3 separate regions of the Sus scrofa genome follow, and all the other regions are linked to region 1. The links are chromatin contacts, called in public Hi-C and HiChIP or PLAC-seq maps. All regions are on one chromosome and are shown on one strand. Each heading gives the region's core, a stretch centred on a gene start, on an enhancer-like site or on the middle of the called end of the contact. The rest is flanking DNA. Distances are from core to core; before and after follow the strand shown. Region 1 overlaps BACH2 (transcription regulator protein BACH2). Region 2 overlaps BACH2 (transcription regulator protein BACH2). Region 3 overlaps BACH2 (transcription regulator protein BACH2).

Evidence for each region. Hi-C and Micro-C count contacts between places; a contact is called where the count stands out from the background. HiChIP or PLAC-seq counts read pairs in DNA pulled down with a chosen protein or histone mark.
Region 2: a contact with region 1 is called in an H3K27ac HiChIP or PLAC-seq map of skeletal muscle. The contact joins two enhancer-like sites. A contact is called at or near these places in 4 of 47 Hi-C or Micro-C datasets (brain, embryonic fibroblasts and skeletal muscle) and 1 of 2 datasets of contacts at active chromatin or transcription factors (skeletal muscle).
Region 3: a Hi-C map of skeletal muscle shows a contact between it and region 1, with 6 times the contacts expected there. The contact joins two enhancer-like sites. A contact is called at or near these places in 3 of 47 Hi-C or Micro-C datasets (embryonic fibroblasts and skeletal muscle) and 1 of 2 datasets of contacts at active chromatin or transcription factors (skeletal muscle).

Annotation. Positions count from the first base shown.
Region 1 is chr1:58,051,023-58,054,387 of Sscrofa11.1, forward strand. All of the region lies in intron 2 of BACH2 (transcription regulator protein BACH2), which reads right to left. Among named protein-coding and RNA genes, the nearest start is that of GJA10, 170 kb to the left of the region's middle. Within about 2 kb of position 1,724, at least 2 of the 83 cell types and tissues checked have an H3K27ac peak or open chromatin away from gene starts, as enhancers often do. A contact at or near this core is called in skeletal muscle, where this site is marked.
Region 2 is chr1:57,910,469-57,913,833 of Sscrofa11.1, forward strand. All of the region lies in intron 4 of BACH2 (transcription regulator protein BACH2), which reads right to left. Among named protein-coding and RNA genes, the nearest start is that of GJA10, 32 kb to the left of the region's middle. Within about 2 kb of position 1,568, at least 18 of the 83 cell types and tissues checked have an H3K27ac peak or open chromatin away from gene starts, as enhancers often do. A contact at or near this core is called in skeletal muscle, where this site is marked.
Region 3 is chr1:58,199,675-58,203,039 of Sscrofa11.1, forward strand. All of the region lies in intron 1 of BACH2 (transcription regulator protein BACH2), which reads right to left. Among named protein-coding and RNA genes, the nearest start is that of BACH2, 80 kb to the right of the region's middle. Within about 2 kb of position 1,622, at least 39 of the 83 cell types and tissues checked have an H3K27ac peak or open chromatin away from gene starts, as enhancers often do. A contact at or near this core is called in skeletal muscle, where this site is marked.

The DNA.
Region 1 (3,365 bases), core at 474-2,973:
AAAATAAAAAAGCCCCTCCCCCCAGCTACCTAAAACCTCTTGTTTTGAACAAAAAATTACAGAAAATAGTATTTTAAACTTTGTGCTCATAGACCAATCTTCCGGAGAATGCACAGAGGGAAGTGAGCTGGCTAAAAAGAGGACAAGAGGGTTAGGAAGAGAAGGAAAGAGAGAAGGGAGGAGGAAGGAGAAGGAAGAAGCAGAGACGGTGGCTCTGTACTGAGATGACAGGGCGACAGGACAACAGAAAGTGTGAGCATTAGGCCAGGTCTCCAGGGAAGGTCAAAGCGCACCTGCCGAGGACCTGGCCAGCAGAGGTGCATGACAGAGGACGCCCTCTCCCAGACTCCTCAGGTCCAGAGGCAAAAACAAGGCTGATGGTACCTAACACCTGCTCTGTAGCAGGCCCAGTGCTGGGGGCTTTTACATGCGACGCTTTATTTTTATACATGACATTTTATTCAGATATCCAGCTAGCAGTAACCCTGCAAGGGAGGCAGTTCTGTCCCTTGCATTGGTAACAACCCTGAGCTCCAAGGTCCCCCTTCTGGGGACCTGGGCAAGCACCCAACTCTGCACAGCGCACTGCTGTCCACAGGGCTCCCCTTGACCTTGCTTAAGTCTCAGGGCAACTTCGTGAAGTGAAAACATTGTTTCCATTTTGCATGGCAAGAAATGGAAGCTTCGAAGCTTTGAGGGAGCCCCTCGCACAGTCACACAGCCAGCAAGAGGCCAGAATGTGTGGGAACCGGGATGCGATCCAAGGCGCCTTCTGTTTCACTGTACAGACTCCTGGAGGAAGCAGGCAACTCCCTTCTGTGGGAGTTCAAGGCCTCTCTACCAGAGCTAAAACTCAAAAAGGCTCCAGCTGAGATAAGAATTGCTAGACCCTTATCATCCCACCCGTCTCACTGTAATTGTTACAATGTTCCTAAGGACCTCCCCACCCCAGCACCTTGGCCTATGCCCTCCTGTCCCCCTACTAGGAAAGGTATGTGGCCCACTCCTCATCGCCTCCCCTTGACCCACCTGGCTTACTCCTTCCTGCCCCCCTACTAGAAAAGGTATGTGGCCCACTCCTTACCTCGCCCCTATGAGGGCACCATATGTCCCCAACCAACCAGCAAGTGTTTCAGAAGACCCCATTCTTCCCCAACCAATCAGCAGGTCAACAGGTGTATGGCAAGACCTCTCCTTGCACTCCTTTGTCTCTGGGCTATAAAAGCAGACACAACCAGGCACCTAGGTTGTGTCTCCCTGATTATCAGGAAGTTGGTCCGCTCTGTTAACAGGGTCTCTTGCCTCAATAAACTTGTCATTTCTTCACCTTGCTTTGAATCTGGAAAGTTCTTTCTCCAGCTGTGTGCAGAGACCACAGCACCTTCCCTTGACACCTGGGAATTTCCATATGCAGTGGGTGCGACCATAAAAAAATATATCAGAAGGCAGCCAAGGGTCCTTCAGTGCCATGAGGCTGGACCATGGGGCTCAGGAAGAAGAGCATGGGGTCCAGGGTCTTCGTGCCTTTATCAGCTGAACTGGTTTTCCCTTCAACACTTTCAGCCAGCAGTGTTTGGAATAAGAGACTTTAGGATCTCCAAGTTCTTGTTTCTAGGGTTATTAGTCACAAACTTTTACCGAGGCAGTTCTCAGGCTGGAGAGCAGTCAGGCTAGGAGCCTCACCTTTGCAGGGGTGTCCAAGAAAGTCACCACGTGACCCCTCATGTCCCTGTTGTTTCCTTCCACTGAGCCCTTCTCTACCTTCAGCCTCTCCGTCAACCCAAACCTCCTCCTCTCACATCTCAAGGTTTCCTGGAGCCTCTGACAGGTGAACAAAGAAACACCTTTCACAAATCCATGCTCTCAAAGGATAGAAGAGAGAATAGAACCTTCAGTAAAGAACCCTCAACATCCCACCAGAAAGTCCCAAACAACCCTGAAAAGTGAGAATAAAACTACCAAAAGCTGACAGAGGGTAACAAACATTATTTCCAACCCACATTTGTCCTTCTAAAAAAAGCCAACCCGCTACTGAAAAAAACCCCTGAAATGTATGAAATCTAACATCGTTAACATATTTCCTGTCCTCACAGAGCTTATAAAAAATGTTTCTGAGCTTCTCCCTGGCTCATTTACAACGATGAGAAGGAGCAAAAAGGAAATGCAACAGATGGAACCACCATCCACTCTCACAGTAATTTATCGCCACTCGAAGTAGCTTGGGCGAGATTTCAACCGTCTTTCAGATGTACCAAGAGCTTATTCCTGCCCAAGAACAATGAAGATGAGGCTCCTTAAAAAAGCTGCAGGTTATAAGCCATGTTTACTACTCTCTATTTTTGTTGTTTCTAAAAGAGATCACCCCCGCTTCCCTCCAACCCTCCCCAAACTGACTCCTTGAGGATCTAATCTGGTGCTGATTTAGAGCCGACAGGTGGTACATGCATAATTAAAGATGACCTAACACAGAATGCTCTCATTCCTGGCATATTATCAGACACTTAAGCAAAGCAATTATCAGTAGGCAATCTTTTCTGTCAACAGAGATAGAGATGAAACATTTCTTCAATTAAGAGGATTCTGTAAGGAAGCTGTATATATATCCATCTGCAAATACTTGAAGATCTTTAGAGTTTAATACTAAGTCAGCTCAATGAACACCTCTGGCCAGTTAAATCATTGTTGTTGTTGTTGTTTTATTATTTTTATCCCTCCTCCTTTTCCTGGAAGGTAACATTTTTTTTTCTTTATTGAAGCAGGAAGGTCACATTTTTAACACCAGAATCAACAAAACAGAAACAATTTGGGGGCACTGTCAGAGATCCTGATCCAAGCTGACAAGGAAATCTCTGCATTTTCCTGCCTTCACCCTGGTAGGGTTTGCAAATATACTAAGTCTTTCTTAAAGGCACAAAGAAAAAAAAAAGGAGGGTTCAAATAAATGTAAATGCAATTAAAAATTTCTTTTAAAGCAGAATTATTCCCTCACCATGCTCCACCAATGTCAGAGGATTTAGAGAATTATTGCCAAGCCTTAAAACTTGATCGTGAATCTAACTGATCTAAAGGATTTTTTTTTTCACTTTGAAGAAATAAACATTATTCAGGGAAGAAGGATCTTGACCAAATGATGGATTTTCCATTTCAGGTGGAGGAGGAAAGAGGCCTTCTGCTCCCTAACAGAGTACTGTATTTTTTATAAATTATAGTGCATGTACTTTATATAAATGCATGCATTTTAGCTTTCCTTAGAGCAGAAATTGCTTTAATGTTACAGTGAGACAAGTGATTTTCTTTTCTTTTTTTTTAAAAGGTGGCTTATACGTTAATGGGTTTTTTGAAGCCCGTGTAAAACTGGCTTCCCT
Region 2 (3,365 bases), core at 318-2,817, 140 kb before region 1:
TATTAAATGATTATTGTGGTTTGAAGCCACAAAGTTGTTTTTGTCTGTTTGTTTGTTTTTGCTTTTTAGGGCCACACCTGTGGCATATGGAGGTTCCCAAGCTAGGAGTTGAATCAGAGCTGCCGCTGACAGCCTATGCCACAGCCACAGCAACTCAGGATCCAAGCCGTGTCTGCGACCTACCCACAGCTCAGGGCAATGCCAGATCCTTAAGCCACTGAGCGAGGCCAGGGATCGAACCCACAACCTCGCGGTTCCTAGTCGGATTCGTTTCTGCTGCACCATGACAGGAACTCCCTGAAGCCACAATGTTTTGAGGTTGAACTGTTATATAGCAACGGGTAACTGATGCAGACACTACTGCCGTCAGAGTCCTACTTTCAAACTCTTGACAAGTAGGTCAGCATCATCCAGAGAGTGGACACTAGTCTCTTCATGGACAGTTCTGTGTCCTCCTTGTATTCCTTTAAATGTTTGTTTACAACCCTGTGGTGGTTTGAAATATTTCTTAGGTAAAGAGCCGCTGTTCTCTTGGGCCTCCTCGGCACCCATGAGGTAGAGAACGCAGGCCAGCACTTTCCAGCATTCTGCCACTGCCCTCTCCAAGACCCCTGCTGATGAGGCAGAGATTTCAGGCGTCAGCTCTGATCCTGCTCAGAAGCTTCTGGAAGAGGAAGGTTGCATGTTTCTTAACAGTATTTCCCAACTCAGCCGGCTGAACTCGTCACACTAGCGTCTGCTTTAGATGGACCAGCAGATGGCACTATTAACCCAAGCTTCCTTCAGGCGCCAGCCCAGCGCTGTCCAATGCAAACAACGTGAGCTGAGCGTGTGATTTTACATCTTCTAGTAGCACCGTCAAAAGAAGTGAAAAGAAGCAGGTGAAATGAATTTTAATAACATATTCAATTGACTCCAACGGAACCAAACTATTTTCAACATATAATTAACACAGAAATGATTGCAAGAGTTCACCTTGTGAGGGATCCCAAAATTTCAAATTCCAAGGGGTGTTTTACCCATGGGGGTGCATCACGATTCAGACCAGCCTCATTTCTAGGGCTCAGCAGCCACGTGTACTGGACACTACAGCTTTAGAAGGTGGAACAAGTGGACTTGAGTGAATTTAAGTAACCAGAAAAACAGAGGCAGATCTGGATTTAACTGATCAGAATAGTTTTGGGTGAAGAAATCAGGCCCTCATTAATATTCAGGAGCTGCAGTGTTATGTCTGGATTGTTCAGGGGAGTGAGAGGAAGATATTTTATTCTGAGCTCAGGCTTTTCCTTCGGTTGCATCAGACATAGGCAGACGTGAGTCTGGATCCCGGCATTTGTGGCTAGTTAATCCCCATACACAAAGGCAATCCTAGGAACCCGATCTTTTGTCTTTCCGCTGCTGCAATGGCTTAGTCAGGTTACTCCATAGCTCTGAGCCTGCTAGACGTGGCATTTGCTGAAGGCTCCCAGTGGGTGCTCTGATTGAATTCCATAGGGTAAACTCCGTCCCTTGACACCTGTCAAATCCTGCCTGGCCCAGGAGAGCAAGATCGCAATGGTGCACATGACACCACACTCGGCTCAGCCCTGCTCCGACCGCTAAAGACAGGCAGTCAGGACAAACAGTTCCTTGTTACAGGCCCGGGAAAGGGCTTTGTCCAGGGGCTGTGTTTGCACAGGGCTTATAATGATATGAAAGAATGTTTGATTTCCCTTGTATACCCTTTGGATAACAAACAGACACTCAGATCCTGGATGGTGCCTAAACAGCACAGAGGTCTGCTGTTGGGGACACGGATGTTTCCACACCAGGCAGAAGCCTTGTTTGCACAGCAGGGGTTACGGCATTTTGGGCCTCGTGGCATCTTCCCCACAGCTGACAACAAAGCAATTCTGCTTCTGCTCTAAATTGTATTTACTTATGTTCAGCAAGAATATATACCCATAGTTCAGGCCATGGGCAAAGTCCAAAAGCCTTCCATACCAGGAGCTACTGTATTTAAAATCCTCCAGACAGCAAATCTAATACACGACGGAAACAGGACAGAGGCTGACAGGAAAGAGGAAAAATCAACAATGCTGGTTTCAAAGTCCTTGAAGCAAAAGGCCATATAACATGTCAGCAGAGCTGTTGCAACTCAAGCTGCTTTGCAAAGAGGTCAAAGGAAACTTGTTAGCTATAGACATTTTTCCCTGTGAAAAAAAACCCCAAAGCCCAAGGACCCTTGTTTCTTTCTAGAAGGTGCTTCTACCCCTCTAGCAAGGGAGGACTTACCCCACGTACCAAAGGGAAGCCCCTGACATGTTCTTGGAAAGGCAGTGGTAACTTCACCACAGCTATGTGCTGATTTCAGGGTAGCAGGTTCCAAGTGGATGGGCGTTTGCCCCTGGAATAAACAAGAGCCACAGGCCCTCTATGGAGCTGGGACAACTTTGCTTTCCCTGGTTGGCAGGCACCCCCACATTCCCCAAAGGGGTTTACAAGTCAGCTAATGGGACTTGGCCTTGGACATTGAGAAGGCTGAGGCCTCCTTGCCTTTCTTCTGGCAAATTCTTACACCCCAGCTAGGCCCAGTAGGGCTTCACCTCCTATTTACTGTCCCACCAACTCAGGGTTTTACGTCTCAGCAGTGGTTTGGTTTTCCTTACCCGGACCCTCATAAACAGTGAGGTGGCAAGATGGAGAGCCCTGCTGACCACCACCACCAGCTCTGAACAGCAGGGGCACCAACGTCTTTAGACCTGGGGCAGCCACACAGGTGCCGTCTCACTTGGGTTCACTATGGAGACTCACCAAGGGTCAGGGGCAGCCATCGCTAGTTTAACCTGTTACTGCTGGAATTCCTGCCATGGTGCTGTGGGTTAAGGATCTGACTGCAGCGGTTCGGGTTGCTGGGGAGGCGTGGGTTCAATCTCGAGCCTGGTACAGTGGGTTAAAGGATCTGGTGGTGCCACAGCTGTGGCTCAGATTCAAGCCCTGGCCTGGGACTATGCCTCGAGGGGGGCCATAAAATTAAAAAAAAAAAATCTGCTACTGTGGCTGTCATCCTGCCCCAGCAGGAGACTCATTCTTCTTCCTCTGGAGCACAACGGGAGGAGCAGGGCAGAAGATGTTTTCACCTGGTACCTGCACTGCCTGGCTCTGTAGTTAGGGGGTTAGGGGAGGAGAAGGAGGGGGTTAGACCTCCTGGGGGTTCCAGTGAAATCAGTGGTCCCTGCTCCAGCTCTGGAGCCATCAGTGAAATGAACGGTGCCTGCAGTGCCCAGGGACCTCTGGCCCCAGGGGCTGACAAAAGGTGGGAGGATGCTCTGACATCTGGACTGTGAATGAAACCTAAGTATTCCTCCCTAGGGGCCTGACCGAGG
Region 3 (3,365 bases), core at 372-2,871, 150 kb after region 1:
CTGGATATAGTATCTCTGTACAGACACTCAAGGGGACCACCTACCTCTTCAATAAAAGCTTTCCAATTAAGGAATTTAAATATTCTCAATAATACCCTGAGGATAAGCCATAGGACGAGGCAATCGCCTTACTGGGGACACATGGTTACAATCGAAACCTAGCTGCTTAGTGGGCCAGACTGGGAGGGATGCCTTGTTCCTCTGGGAAGAAACATCCATTAATCCTCAGAAGAGAGGAGTTCCTGCTGTGGCTCGGTGGTAAGGAATCCAATTAGTATCCATAAGGATGCAGGTTTGATCAGTAGGTCAAGAATCCAGCATTGCCACAAGTTGCAGCGTAGGCTACCGATGTGGCTCGGAACCTGTGTTGCTGTGGCTGTGGTGCAGGCCAGTAGCTACAACTCCTATTCAACCCCTAGCCCAGGAACCTCCATATGCTGCAGGCGTGGCCTTGAAAAGCAAAAAAAAAAAAAAAAAAAAAAAAAAGGCCTCAGAAGACAGCTTTCATTTGGCATGATGGGCCCCTGCCAAAAGCAATCTCTGGGATTCATGTTGACCTCTGTTTTCCTGAGGCTTGAATTCTGCGTTTTCCAACACTAGCTTCTCCACCGTGTGGCTTGCTCTTTATGAGGGGGCCCTGTGCCCTAATGTTTGCTTCTACTAGGGCCTGGGGGCTTTCCACGCTCTTGCATCAGTTTAGCATCTACGTCAAAATAACTGAAGTTTCCACATCTCACAGGTAGTGTAACTAGGGACCCCACAGCTATTCAAACAACAGAACACCCGGCCCTGTGCCCCAAACACTCACACTCACAGCTGCACACAGACCCTGGGGATTCACCTTGCTGTGTTTGGCCTACAGTTCCTGTGAGAGCATAAACACCACAGCCCCCAAAGCCCACGGCTGAGTTTGTGGCATCAAAGTTTTCTGGCACCTGGGAATTTTTCTTTCCTGCCTCTGAGCTCACAATGCACTTATGATTTGCTATTCTGGCCAACACACCTAAGAATTTGGGGAGGGGGGTTGGAGGGGGGTGGAGTGGGGCTGGGGGTTACCAAGGGCCCAGGTGGCACCAGCTCAGTATACCATTCTGCCAGAAGTTCCAGTTTGAGGTGTGCTAAACTCAATTCTGCCATATTCAGTGGTCCCCTCTATGGCCATTTGGCTGTAACTCAGGCTGGAGCCAGAAACATGTTCTTTGTAGCACAGGCTGTCTTATTGTGACTCATGCCTCAACTCTTCCTCGTAGTGGAGTGATGCTGGGTGAGGGTGCACTGAAGGGTCAGGCCAGGCATTAAGAAAGCATCCCCAGCCAGCACGGGCAGTGCAGACACTTACCCCAAGGAAGGAGTCACCTGCCTGCCCTTTCTAGCTAAGTCTATCCCGGGTTCAGGAAGGTGCCTTATGTTACCCTGGCAGTGATTTGGAACTGGACGACCTCCCGATGACGTTTTGGTAGCAAGGGAGAGGCAGAGAGACAAGGCATGAAACCAGAACACAGCCACCTCCCCACACGACAACTGTGGTGTGGAGAGGGGCCGCCCTCTCCAACAGCAGCCAAGAGAACAGCCCCAGAAAACCCTTCCAGCCGCTGACCTGGAGGCCTCGTCCCAGGGGATCCTCTGATCTCATTACAGCAGTCGACACTAGTCCTCACAAAACAAACAGAGGAAATTTATGCCTGCCTTAGCCTGTGGAGAGCTCCACATTCCTGGCTTAACGAGAGTTCCAGCTTCGGAGACCACAGCCACTGGGATGGGAGGATGTCTGCTTCGATCCAAAGAAAGAACTGTGGTCGTGCCTCTTACCCTCTTTCTGGGGCTGCAGAGGAAGGCGGTGAGCCTGGAGGGAGCCACTGAACTGGGGGCCCAGGACTCTGCTCAGGTCTCTAAAGACAAGTTCCCTTTCTTCTTATGTCAGCACCCCCAGACGCAGTCAGTGGGGGCCATTTCTTCTGGAACAGCCCTGGGAAAGCGCAGCCTTGAAGAGTTCCACCTGCTAAGGCCGGAAGCCCAAGAGAGAGGCTGTCCTGTGTAACCCAACTCCAGGTCATCTGGTGGGAACTTTTTTTTTTTTTCTCCGAAAGTAGCCTTGCTTGAGCCTTGGAAAACTTGATCTAACTCGGGGTTTCCATTTTTAGAATAAATGGCAGGAGGGAAAGTGTTCAGGACGTAGAGGGTGAACTTCCAAACCAAAATAAGAACAGAGTGGGGGGTGATCTCACCTCTGCTCGCTGCCCCCCACCAGGAGACACCTGCCATGAATGTAGACATTCTTGATTGTTACAACTGGGGGAGAATAGCATCTAGCAGGTAGGGGATAGGATCTTGCTAAACATCCTACCAGGCACAAAACAGCTTCCACAATAAGAACTGTCTGCTCTAAAATGTCAACAGTGCTGAAGCTGAGAAATCCCGATGGAGAGGGGACACTGGAGGACGATGGTAGATTTAAAATAATGACCATTCTTCATCATATGACAATAGTGTTGATATCACGCTGTCCAAATGTGCACAAATCACCACCACAAAAATGTATCAGTTCTCTTTTGAAGCGAAATAAATGAAAACTGTGTTGTAACCTTGCAGTCGGATCACTGAAGCTGCCTAGAAAACAGTGGAGCAGTTTCAATTTTAGACGGTTCGTCAGCACCGTCGTGAGTGCTGTGTTCACTCCAGGTTAAGGTGTGATCTGCGTGCTTACTGTCATAATTCAGAGGTGACTACTGACGGAAGGAATTCATGAGCTCACTTGCATGATCACCATAACCACACATGTAACCTGAGCAGATCTCGGTCTGGGAAAAAAAATGGCAGAATGTTTCAACTTTCAAAATACCAACAAAATATGAGGAACCGTGGTGATGTTGACCTACATTCTGGGGAAGTTTAAAAAACAGCTGCATGCGAGGGCCTAAAACGCAGAACTGCCCAAAGGTATCCTGATGAAAATAATCATGGTGCATATTTTGAAATGCTTCCATTTCTAACATTCTGTACCTGGTTCAAAATATGCCCTTTCCTCAACACAGCCTACCCTTTAACACATCTGGTGTAAGAATGTATATTCTGATAACGCAGTCATCATTCTCTCATGAACTCTTTGATTTCCGCAAAAGAAGGAAAAATCCCCATCGAAGCACAGCTCATGCATGCAAGCAAATCTGAAGCAGGAGGAAAAGAATTTCATGAATGAGCAGGAGACAGTTTTTTTTTTTTTTTTTTTTTAAATGGAATGTTTTAAACGCTTGTGGTATAAACAGTAAACAAAACTGATTCACTAAATGTTAATACTGTTTACCATGATGTAAGAGTTGGGTTTTTTTTTGTTTGTTTTTTTTTTTTTAATGTTCCAGAAGCAAGAG